2 separate regions of the Mus musculus genome follow, and region 1 is linked to region 2. A link is a contact called in public Hi-C data. All regions are on one chromosome and are shown on one strand. Each heading gives the region's core, a stretch centred on a gene start, on an enhancer-like site or on the middle of the called end of the contact. The rest is flanking DNA. Distances are from core to core; before and after follow the strand shown.

Region 1 (5,508 bases), core at 2,352-4,851, 240 kb before region 2:
GCTGTTGCGTTTGCTTTTAAACGTTTTACTGTGCGTGTTCATGAGAAAAGTATGTAAATTCCAACCATCGATATTCCCAGAAACACTGGCCCCTGATGGTCTTATGTCCCATATCACTGGACTCTGGGGAACACAGAGATTTTTGTTAACACTTCAAAGCTGCTGGCGGAGTCAACAAGTATTCTGGGAAAATACCAAGTTGAAATTCTTCTCTTGACTTCCTACCAGAGTTGGCTTCCAGCCACAAAGCAGACCAGCAAATTCCCATAAGATCCAAACAGCAGGCAAAAGTGCTGAATGACCAGACACCGCATCTCACCCCGTGAGCTTCCATTCCTCGAGGCAGGAGCACTGATGTGCAGTTGTTTCCTCGACAAAGTCACTTTCTAAAATGTTTAAAGTGTGTGGTCCATACGATGTGTGCACACTAATCCACCACTTGGCTCTCAGAAGTCAAAGAGCCACTCAGAGGCGATTGAATGGAGAGAATTTTAATCTTAACATTGTCAAATCTGGAGCTAGGGGTGTGTTTGGGCACACAGATGCAGGTTCCTGGGTCCCATCACCCAGACCACTGTGAGGACAGAAAATTCTGCCAGACAGGTTTCAGATTACTGATTTGGTCAGAAGATTGGCAGCTAACTCAGTATAATTGGGGGTCTTTGTTTATCTCTTTCTTGATCTGTTTATCTACATCCGGTGTAGTTTACCACTGCCGAAATGATAGTTTAGAGTCCCTAAGCACAGCCCACCAAGACCTGCTGTTCAATCTCCCTCCTTCCTGCCTCTGCCAATGGGAGCACTCAGAAATGTTCAAAGCACTCTGCAGAGATCTGATCTCATGGATCCAAAAGAAAGGTCCCTGGTATATGCATGAGAAACAGTTTAAAGTCAAAGGACAGTAGCTGGCCCTGCATGAAAAAGAAATGTGCCTCGTAGGAAGAAACAGAAAGTGTTCTTGGAAGTTGACATCAAAGAGTACAGTGCTGGGTTCTTCTTGATGGGGGAATGACATTTTGACACACTGGACAACCCTGAATGAAGACCTGCAGTCCCTATCAGGATGTCAGTTAGGGACAGAAGCTGGGGCGGCCATTCACACAGTTTCAAAGCTTCCGAGGACTAGAGTGTGGGCAGAAGGTAGGAAGGACAATTAGCTTATTGATAGTCGTAAAATATGTGAGTGTTTTACATAAACTATAATGAGAATACTGAGTTTACAAAAACTTTAGCCCGGCATCAGCTGAGTATCTTTCCTACAATACCCTTTTGATTGGTTGTCCAGGTAAAGGAGGTAGCATTTTTGTGCCCATTTTATGGATTGTTGATGGGGTTCCGAGGCACAAAGGCTGGAGACCTTGCCCTAGGTTGTACACTGTGAGCTAGCATTCTGTTAACAACTCAGTGTGTGCTCTGCCTTCCTAACCAGCCACACTGCTTTTACTCCTGGGATTTACCGGGAGAGGGAAGGTGGTTTGCTACTTAATGGAACACCTGAAATTCAGAATGTTTAATAACGACCTGTCAAATAGGAAGTTAAAAAGGGGAAATAAAACTGAAGAGCTTGCCCCCTCTGCTTCCTCTGTTGGCCTGTCATTTAGATCTACTGACCCAACTTGGAGATGTTTTTGTTCTTTCTTGGGTTCAAAAGGCTTAATGTAGTTTTTGTGCGGGTCCTGAGCTTTGGATAGTGGGTGAGGCTGATACATACACCTGCTGGCAACGCCAGTACTCTGCATCCATGGCTACATTGTTTCCACCCTGCCTTCTCACTCCAGAAGACCTGCTAGTTGTCTGCTGGGCAAGCAAATTCCGCATGAAGTTCCGTGTTGGATAAATGGCTTTCCATACAATAGGCTTGGGAAGGACCCTTTCATCCGAAGATAGACCATAAATTTATATACTATGGGAGCTTGATGGAAATGGAAATAAGTCTCTAAGAAAGACATAGCTATAAGGTGGGGGGGGGGGGGATACGGCTCTGACAGCGAGTTTGTGTGACAGGGTCACAGCCTCTGGCTAGGCAAGGGATACGATTTAGAAAATGGAGTCAGGGCTAGGAATATATAGCTCAGTGGTAGATCACTTGCCTAGCGTGTGTGTGAGGCCCTGGAATGAATCAAATAAAATAAAAACCCAACAGAACATGAAAAAGGGGGTTGGTGATGCAGGGGGTAGGATGGAGGGAAGGAGGAGGGGTGTGCACAAGAAGAAATGCAGACTAAACAAAAGGAATGATTCCTTGGCTTTATGCATCCCCCCCCCCCCGAGAGAATTCAAAGAAATTTCCTGTTAGATAGTTGGGTAATTCAAAACCCATCACTTTGGGCATCCTAACAGTACTACTAAGCAGAATTATAATGCGAGACTCGCCAGCTTCCAGTGTTTCAAAGAAGACGAGTAGTTATCACTGGGACCTGTGAGGGTGACACTTCCAGCTGAGGCAGCAGCCACCCTAGATGTACCTGGGGTGGGGGGATCAACCCTTCCTGCTATGCAGACCCCATTGGAAGATTCCCCCAAGACAGACAACCCTCCCTGTCTTAGGCTTATAATTGCTGTGAAGAAACACCATGTCCAAAAGCGAGCTGGGGAGAAGAGGGTTCATCTGGCTTACCCATTCACATTCTTGTCTGTCATTGAAGGAGGTCAGGACAGGAATTCAAATAGAGCAGCAGCTGATGCAGAGGCCATGGAGGGATGTTACTTACTGCCTTGCTCCTCGGGGCTTGCTCAGCCTGCTTTCTTATAGAACCCAGGACCACCAGCCCAGGGGTGGCACCACCCACATTGGACTGAACTCTCTCATCAAGAACTCGTTAAGAAAATGCCCTACAGACTTGCCTGTAGCTCAGCCTCCTGGAGGCCCTTTGTTTTTTTTTTTTTTTTTTTCAATGGAGGCTCCATCTCCTCAGATGTCTCTAGTCTGTGTCAAGTTCATAAAATTAGCCAGCACAGTCCCTGTCAAATACTTCCAAGCAACCGTAGACCACACCTTACATTTCAGACAAGTGTGCTGAACAGACTCCATCAAACAAATTCCCAGCCCTTGTAGGCTGGTATGTGCCAGACTGTGCTCACTGCTACCAGGACCGTAGAGGACCAAGAGAAAACGGAGATCCGTGAGAAAGAACAAAAGAAAACCCTCAAATTTAGTGACAATAATACCGAGTGACAAAAATTCCCGCAAAATTAGGAATTAAGAAGCTGTGATTTGGGGACAGGGCATTGCTCAACAGTACAGTGCTTGCCCAGAAAATATGAGGTTCCAGGATCCATCCCTGATGCTGGGGAGGAAAAAGGGACTGGTTTGATTTGGTATGATCAAAAGATAATCACCTCTTAAGTAAATTCCATGTGGGATTACCCGAGATGATGCAAATACTCTCTCAGCACACAGAGGTGCACACACACACACACACACACACACACACACGCACACAAACCCTTTTATTTTTGAGATAGAGTCTCACTGTGTGTTCCTGCCCTGACAACACCCACTGACCCATTCATTCACTGCACCTCACTGTCCCCAGGCCTGCTGCAACTCCCTCTGGGGACAAAGGGTCAATGACCCGACCTGTTTTGCAGTACTTGATCTTGCCTAAGAGGTATGGTTGCTTTCCAAAGCCAGACTGAAATCTAGGTCTCCACAGAGCAAGCGCCCAGGGCCTGGGAAGGCATAGACACAAGCCTCAGAAGCCATGCAGGGAGGGACGTCAACATGACCACCTCCGCCCAGGGAATTTTTGTGGATTTTCTGGTACTTCTAGAATGTCTATGAGTCAGAAGCAGAAGTCGGAGCTCAGAAGACTCGACCTTTAAAAAAGAATCACAAATCAAAACAAGCTTGGATTTGGAATTTTGTTTCGGATATAATGAAACAGAAATGGCTTAGATTTTCATGTGTGACGTCTAGTCATAGCTAAAGACAAAACACAACTGGGCCCCAAACAGCCAAACCCCAAAAGCCACAACTGGGTCTTGAATTGGTTTACCCTTGGTCATTTTTCCCCAGTGTGTTTCAAATGTATAAATGCCGTCAACAACTGCTCACTCCAGAATAAGATCCACTATTGAGTAACCTGGATACCCCAGGTGTCAGTCTAAGGCATGAATCTGCCATTTTGAGTTTTCTTTTCTTTTTTTTTTTCCCACACTTAGCACCCAAGGATGAATACCTGACCTGCTTGTCAATGTTTGGATATGGCTAACTAATTCTTCACGGCAGCCTAGTATGAGCTCCATCGACGCTGGAATCTGAATTAGGAAAGTCTTGCTGAAAGCCAGCATAATGGTGCAATGGTGAAGGCAGTAAGATTAGGAGTTAAAGGTCTCCCTCAGCTATAGACGAATTTGGAGGCTAGCCTGGGCTTCATGAGTGCCCCCCCCCCCCCCCCCCCCCCCGCATCTCAAACCAAAGCAAGTCAGGAACTAAGTATGAGATACAGGATAAGCCACCATGCCCGTATGTCTTTCTTGTGTTTTATTACATCGTTTTCCAACTTTCATTTCCATGGGAGTAAAGATTGGCATGGCCTTACCTTGGATACTTATTTATTAGATCTGGGTGGGAGCCAGGAATTTGTCATCTGATACTTGTTTGTTTGTGCACCTCATTTTATAAAACGCATTTCTAACACCTGTCTAACAGTCCTTTAAGACTCTTAATAGTTTGTAGGCTCCCCTCATCAAAGACAACCAAACCACGCAGGGCTGTGGGCCTGCTCGGACTCTGTGAGGTGTTAAAGCAAACGTGATTACGCCTAGCGTCCACCAGGTGGCAGCAGACTCTTCTCCCTCGTAGAGCTTCCCAGACCGCCATTCCAAAGTTTGTGGCTCAGCAACTGACTTCCAGTATTGTCCTTGTTGTTTTATTAAAGATAGGAGAAGCCTCAAGATCTGATTTTGTCAGATCAGTCACTACACATCAAGGGTGAGATAAATATTTTTCAGAAGCAGAATTATAGTTTTATCACTTAAGACAGTCTTGAGCGCTTCAGCATCTTTGTAACTCTCAGAGAAGGGATTGTCAAAGAAAAGCTGCCCTTGGTTTGGGGACCTAGACCTGCTAACTCCAATCAAAAGTGGTTTTTAAAGTGACTAACTTAAAATTTGAAATCTCTCTGGAAGTGAGATTTCAAAACATTCTTATTGATCTAAATCAAAGAATTCTGAAGCATTTTGAATGTTAATTAGCCATACTTCCCTTCCTTCTTTTTATCAGGTTTCTTTGAAACAGAGTTCAGGCCAACCTAGACTATGAAGTAAGATTCCCTAATTCTTCTCTCATTCTCATCTCAGAGAGAGAGAGAGAGGGAGGGAGAGAGAGAGAGAGAGAGAGAGAGAGAGAGAGAGAGAGAGAGAGAGAGAGAGTGGCAGACTAATAATATTCCATACAATGATTTCTTTTTTTTTTTTTTCTAGTCTCGGCCTCCCTGAGTGCTGAGATTAAACATAGCCACCATGGCCGGATAAAATGATTCCCAAGCCACAAATCAAGCGAAG
Region 2 (5,909 bases), core at 1,559-4,058:
TTGGTACTGTCATGATAAGACACCATGACCAACTTATGGAAAAAGAGTTGATTGGGGGAGGGGGGTTATAGTTTCAGAGGGTGAGTCCATGACCATTCTGGTGGGGATCACAGCAGCAGAAATGGTTCTGGGGCAGTAACTGAAATTCACAAGCATGAGACAGAGAAAGTTAACTGGGAATGGCCTGTGCTTTGGAAATCTCAAGGCCTAATCCTATATCTCCTCCAACAAGACCACACCTCCTAATCCTTTCCAAATCATTTCACCAACTGGGGAAGGGGGGGGGGAGGAGAATTCAAATATATGAGTCTATAAAGCCATTATCAGTCAAATCACCACAATGTCTGTGTCTGAAACAAATATTGTGAATTGACTACAATTATGAATCAAAGATAGATGGCATCCAGATAGTGTCAAGTAACCTTGCATAAGAACCATTTCTCTATAATTATTTGGTGTTTAGTTACTCTTGGAAGGGCTAGAATAAGCAAACACATCTTGTTGATTTGAGACAGCGTGCTACCATAAAAACTATGCTGGACTCGAGTAGTTTCCAAGTGCTGGAATTACAAGCAAGTGCTTCCATGCCCAGTACAACTTCATTTCAAATGACCACACACACACACACACACACACACACACACGCTTAGTTCTGAACAATGTTCTCTGAAGACGTTGGTGACTATCCATCTGGCATTCTGTTCTCTATTGTCCCTTGTCCCCAGGATAAGATTTATCCTAGTAAGTATGATTTGATCTCACATTGGGGTGCGGGTGGGTGTCCGTGACAGGTATTAAGGAATTAGTGCTAATAAAGTCTTTATGACCAGTTTAAAGCAACTAAGATACAGAAGGAGTGGCGGGCCTGGAGTCCATTCTGCTTATACTGTGAGTACTTTCTACCATCTAGGGATTTGTTCAGGTTCTGTTGTCAGAAGCTATCCCGTGGAATGTTAACAGACAATGATTTATGTAAAGCTTTATAAAAAAAAAAAAACAACTACAAAAACACACACTTTTGCAGAATGCTGACTGACAATGGCCACAAAGTTTTGTAAAATAAACCAACGAGAGTGAAACTAATTTGAAAATGAAGTATTTCTTTAAAGGCTTACCAATGTTCAAAACCACTTAGTAGATTAGGAGGCACTGACTTAGGCACTCAGTTTTAGGGTCTGTCTAATTATCTTTGCTAAAGAGAATGATCATAGTACAATTTGGAATACACAACCATAAAACCTGGAGGATGTTAGCATCCTCTTCAATTCCGTTTTAGAGGACACCATCTGGGTAAGCAGTTTTCCTAGGCTTTGCATCTTAAAATCCTAAATGTATAAAAGAGCCAGCAATAACTCGCACTATTCCATAGAAGAATTACACGAAAGTTCTTGCAAAATGAAAGTTTACATCAGGTCTCCAAAATGATGCTCACATTGAAATGAGAACTCAAGACACACAGCAAGGACAAGGAGACTTCTAAATAATTCAGTAGCTCAAAATGGTTCCAAATGCTGTGCTAGAAAGTGGATAGCATGAAGCTGCTTTTCTTTCTTACTTAAAAAAATATTTATTTAATGTATGAGTGCTCTTAGATTTAAAAAAAAGTGAAGCTAAAACTAAGTTTGGAAAATGTTGTGTTCTTTAAATATATTAGCTTACTGCTACTGCTCTTGGCTGGCTCCCATGGGTTGAAGGTAAATCCCTATTGCTGAAGACACCATGAACTTTGGACATAAGATATGGAAAATCTAAGCTGGATCTGCCTTGAAATGTTCCTATCTTGAACGTTAGTTTTTAACAGTACCTGAAGTTCCTATTCAAGTTTCCAAGGGAGGGAAACAACTAATATTCTATAACACCTATGAGCCACAGTGGCAATCGCTATGGCACGGAGAACCCTAAGGGGACAATAGTGGCACTCATATGTTGGTGATAACCAACAACTGTCTAGTTAAAGTTTAAGGCCTAATCAACAGGAAGGAAATCATGATTGGTACTGGAAACCTAGCCATCTACCTAGAGTTAGTAGGGTCATAGATCATAGAAGAGAACCTATTACTGTTACTTTACTAAATCAACATAATTTCTGATGGCATTCTAAATGCTCATCCTTATATCAACAGAGAAGAATAGCTCTCACCCCTTGCCAAAGAAACTTCTCTTTGTTATAGTTGGAGACCATTACAGAAAACCACAGCTGGTCAAGATGCAGAGGAGAAACCATCATGGCTTCCCAGCTGGTACATCTACAATACAAACTCCTGCAGCCAAGGCTCAGGGAACATCAAGGAGAGGGGGCAAGAGATTGTAAGAGAGCCAGAAAATCTACTGTGCGATGGTTTCTCCTAGAAATGTCAGGGATGTTTCAATCATGGTATCTCAACAATACAGCTGCCAGAACAAGATTTGAAGAAGTACAACACCAATCAATATGCTACCAGGGCGAGACAACATCTCATGAGGATTCACTCACAGACAAAGAACTATAGGCAACTGAGGATTGCTGAATGGGAGAGTCTTCCTTGGGGATGTGCCCCTAATTGCTCATTCAATACCCAAATACCAAGTAGTCAGCCCTGAAATCATACACATATAGGTAATACTAATCAGACTGAGCAGGGTGTGAGTGTGTGTGTAATGTAATTGACACACACACATATTTATATATACATATATGATATGTGATTAAATATATATTAAAATAAAATTTAAATTAAATTTTAAAAATCATAGTTTATCTTAGTTTATTCTCCTGTTGCTTTGATTGCCCAACAGAAGCAACTTAATGGAGACTGCACCTTTGGCTCATAGTTCAAAGGTGCAATCTATCATGGTGAGGAAATCAAAGAGCTTGAAGCAGCTATTACATCCAAAGTCAGGAAGGAAAGAGAAATAAATGTTTACTTCACTTTACCCTTTATTTGAAATAAGTTAAAGACATTAACTTTCTTCTTTTTAAAAACAGTTTGTATTTCCTTTTATCATGTCTGTGTGAGTATATGTCACACATGTGCAGGTGCCCACAAGTGTCGCAAGAGATTCCCTTGGAGCTGGTGTTGTGAGCTATCCATTGTGTGTGTGTGTGTGTGTGTGTGTGTGTGTGTGTGTGTGTGTGTGTGTGTGATGATAAAACTGGAATACTCTAGAAGAGCAGCAAGGACTCCTAAGCACTGTTGCATTAAAGTAGCGCTGCACATTCCGTCTACCAACCTCTGTTTTAGTTTGGTTTCTATGCTATGACAAAACATAGCTAAACACTTCCCTATCACAATCCGTCATCCAAGAGAGCCAGGCCAGAAGCGTGAGACAGGAACCAATGCATAGTCCACAGACAAAGGCTTGCTTCCTTGACTTGATTATACAGCCCAGTACCACATGCCCAGGACTACCACATGGCACCTCCAGCAGTGGGTTGGGCCTTGTCACACCAGTTATTTGTAATCAAGAAGATGTCCTACACACATGCTTACAGGCCTGTCTGAGGAAGGTAATTCCTCAATTGAGGTTCTCTCTTTGTAGGTGATTCTAGATTGTGTTGTTGGCCAAAAGGAACCAGTGCCCTCTAAAAAGCTCCAGAAAGTGGAGAATGGTCTATAGAAGTTGTGCAGCCCAGACAATACGAATTAAACTTTAAAAACATTAGCTCCTTGTTAACTCTGTCCAATAAGTTTTTATTATATTCACCCTCTCAACTTTCCATAGATGTCCCTTCTCTTCATATATTTCCCCCTTCTCTTTGAGGTTAATTTGTGCTGTCCAAATATTTTTGGACATGTGGTCTTCCACTGGAGTGTAGTCAACTTGCCAGGGGCTACGTCCTTAAAAGGAAATTGATCTGATTTCTTTCCCAAGCTCTAGCCATTCCTAGTAACTCACTCCTTGGCTAGGGAGTGCAACATTGCACCCACTTCCCCTCTCCAGGCTGGGATTTGGTCTGCCTTGGGCCCGCACAAGTACTGTGAGTTCATGTGTGTAAATGCCTTGCTGTGTTGGACAGTTCCTTGTAGTCCCCTACCGCCATTGACTCTCAAATCCTTTCTGCCCTCTCTTCTATAGTGGTACCCAAGCCTTTGAAAGAAGGACTTCAGTATACAGGGTTTCTTCAGGGTTGAACCTTCTTAGCACTCTGGCCAGTCCTGGCTCTGTTTGTTGATCATTATCTACTGCAAGCAGAAGCTTCTCTGCTGAGGGCTGCAAGGCTCCTTAATCTATAGGAATAATGAGAAGCCATTAGGAAATAGTTTCATATGATATCAATTTAGCAGAATATAGGTTTTCTTCCAGAGCCTATGACCTGTCTAGCTACAGGTTCTTGGCCCAGTAAAGGTGCCAGGTATGGATTTCTTCTTGTGGTGTGGGCCTTAAATCCAATCAAAAACTGGTTGGTTATTCTTTTGATATTCATGCAGCTATTGCACCAGTAGTAGGCACGTCTTACCAGGACAGTTATTATTGCAGCTCACAGGGTTCACAGATGGGTATCATGAATACTTACTTTTGTCATCTGGTAGTATGCTTAGAATCTTCTACCAAGCCAGGCAGTCATGGCTCATGCCTTTAATTCTAGCACATAGGAGGCAGAGGCAGGCAGATCTCTGAGTTTGAGGCCAACCTGCTCTACAGAGGGAATTCCAGGACAGCCAGGGCTACATAAAAACAACAGCAATAACAACAACAACAAACAACCCTGTCTCAAAGAGGGAAGAAAGAATCTTCTAGCACTATGCAATCTAGTAGGGATGAAGCTTCTAGTTGATTACCATGGTCTAAGGCTCAAGTGTGTGGTGTCTCCAGCAATACTTAGGAGGACTAAATGTAATTTTGAAGTCTTTAGGACCTCATCTGACAAGAACTACAAAATAAGTAATCCAGTTCTGGATGCAGGCATTTTATTTGTTAATATGTGTTTTCTTGGAGGAACATTGCTGCTCCATTATTAACTCCATTTAACTCTTACTTTTTAAAAAAAGAAATATTTATTCTTATCTCATATAATATATCCTAACTGTAGCTTCCCCTCCCTCTACTCCTTCTAGTCCCCCGAACACACCTGCACTCTCCCCCACCTCCCTTACCTCCTCTCTACCAGTTGTGGTGGCACATACCAGTAGGATTTGCTAAAGGAGGTAGAGACAGGAAGATCACTAGTTCAAGGCCAGCCCCAGTTACACATTTTATTCTTTTTATGTATGTGTTTAGGTGTATTTTAAGAAGGCTCCTCAGTAGTAGGTTTCCCTGTGACTTTTTTTTTTAAAGTGTTGAGTGACTTAGGTCAATATCTGATGAAAATAGATTCAGAGATCCTCAATAAAATGATTGCAAACCAAACTCACGAACACATCAAAAAAATAGCTCAAATTAGCTTCATCCTAAACATCTTTGTACAGTAACCATAGAAAGGTATGGTTTTCTATAATCAAGAAGTCACTGACTGGAAAGTCCTGTTGGTACTGTACAGCAGCCACGAGAAAGCATCTGTGGGTCCATGTTTCCTTTGGGAGTCCTTTCATAACGGTCACATATCAGTTATCTTGCATATCAGACCTTTACATTATATTTCATAACAGTAGTAAAAATCATAGTTATGAACTAGCAAAAAGATAATTTTATGTCTGAGGTCACTACAATATGAAGAACTGTAGGGAAGTTGAGAAGCACTGCCTTAGAGGGTTGGCACAGCCTCATGCAGAGAACTTGGTGAGTGCTAAGGCTGGACAAGGGGCTGAGGGAACACTGGCTTTGGCAAACATGTTCCACGGTGCAATACACATGAACTCACCCCTCCCTGCCTGCTTCACTTTGGATCTTGGGACCGCTCACTTGCCACACTTAAGATTTCCAACTTGTACAGAATCCAATATGGCAAAAAACCAAAATGCATAGCATTTGTTTTTGTTGTTGTTGTTGTT

The links. Hi-C and Micro-C count contacts between places; a contact is called where the count stands out from the background.
Region 1: a contact with region 2 is called in a Hi-C map of liver, with 2.8 times the contacts expected there. The contact joins two enhancer-like sites. A contact is called at or near these places in 1 of 15 datasets of contacts at CTCF or cohesin (pro-B cells), 24 of 484 Hi-C or Micro-C datasets (the 3T3-L1 cell line, 3T3-L1-derived adipocytes, the G1E-ER4 cell line and 12 more), 1 of 115 datasets of contacts at active chromatin or transcription factors (embryonic stem cells) and 1 of 9 other capture datasets (embryonic stem cells).

Annotation. Positions count from the first base shown.
Region 1 is chr3:123,102,669-123,108,176 of GRCm38.p6, reverse strand. All of the region lies in intron 4 of Synpo2 (synaptopodin 2), which reads left to right. Among named protein-coding and RNA genes, the nearest start is that of Myoz2, 70 kb to the right of the region's middle. Within about 2 kb of position 3,601, at least 45 of the 459 cell types and tissues checked have an H3K27ac peak or open chromatin away from gene starts, as enhancers often do. A contact at or near this core is called in liver, where this site is marked.
Region 2 is chr3:122,865,395-122,871,303 of GRCm38.p6, reverse strand. No RefSeq gene overlaps it. Among named protein-coding and RNA genes, the nearest start is that of Gm34577, 18 kb to the right of the region's middle. Within about 2 kb of position 2,808, at least 1 of the 459 cell types and tissues checked has an H3K27ac peak or open chromatin away from gene starts, as enhancers often do. A contact at or near this core is called in liver, where this site is marked.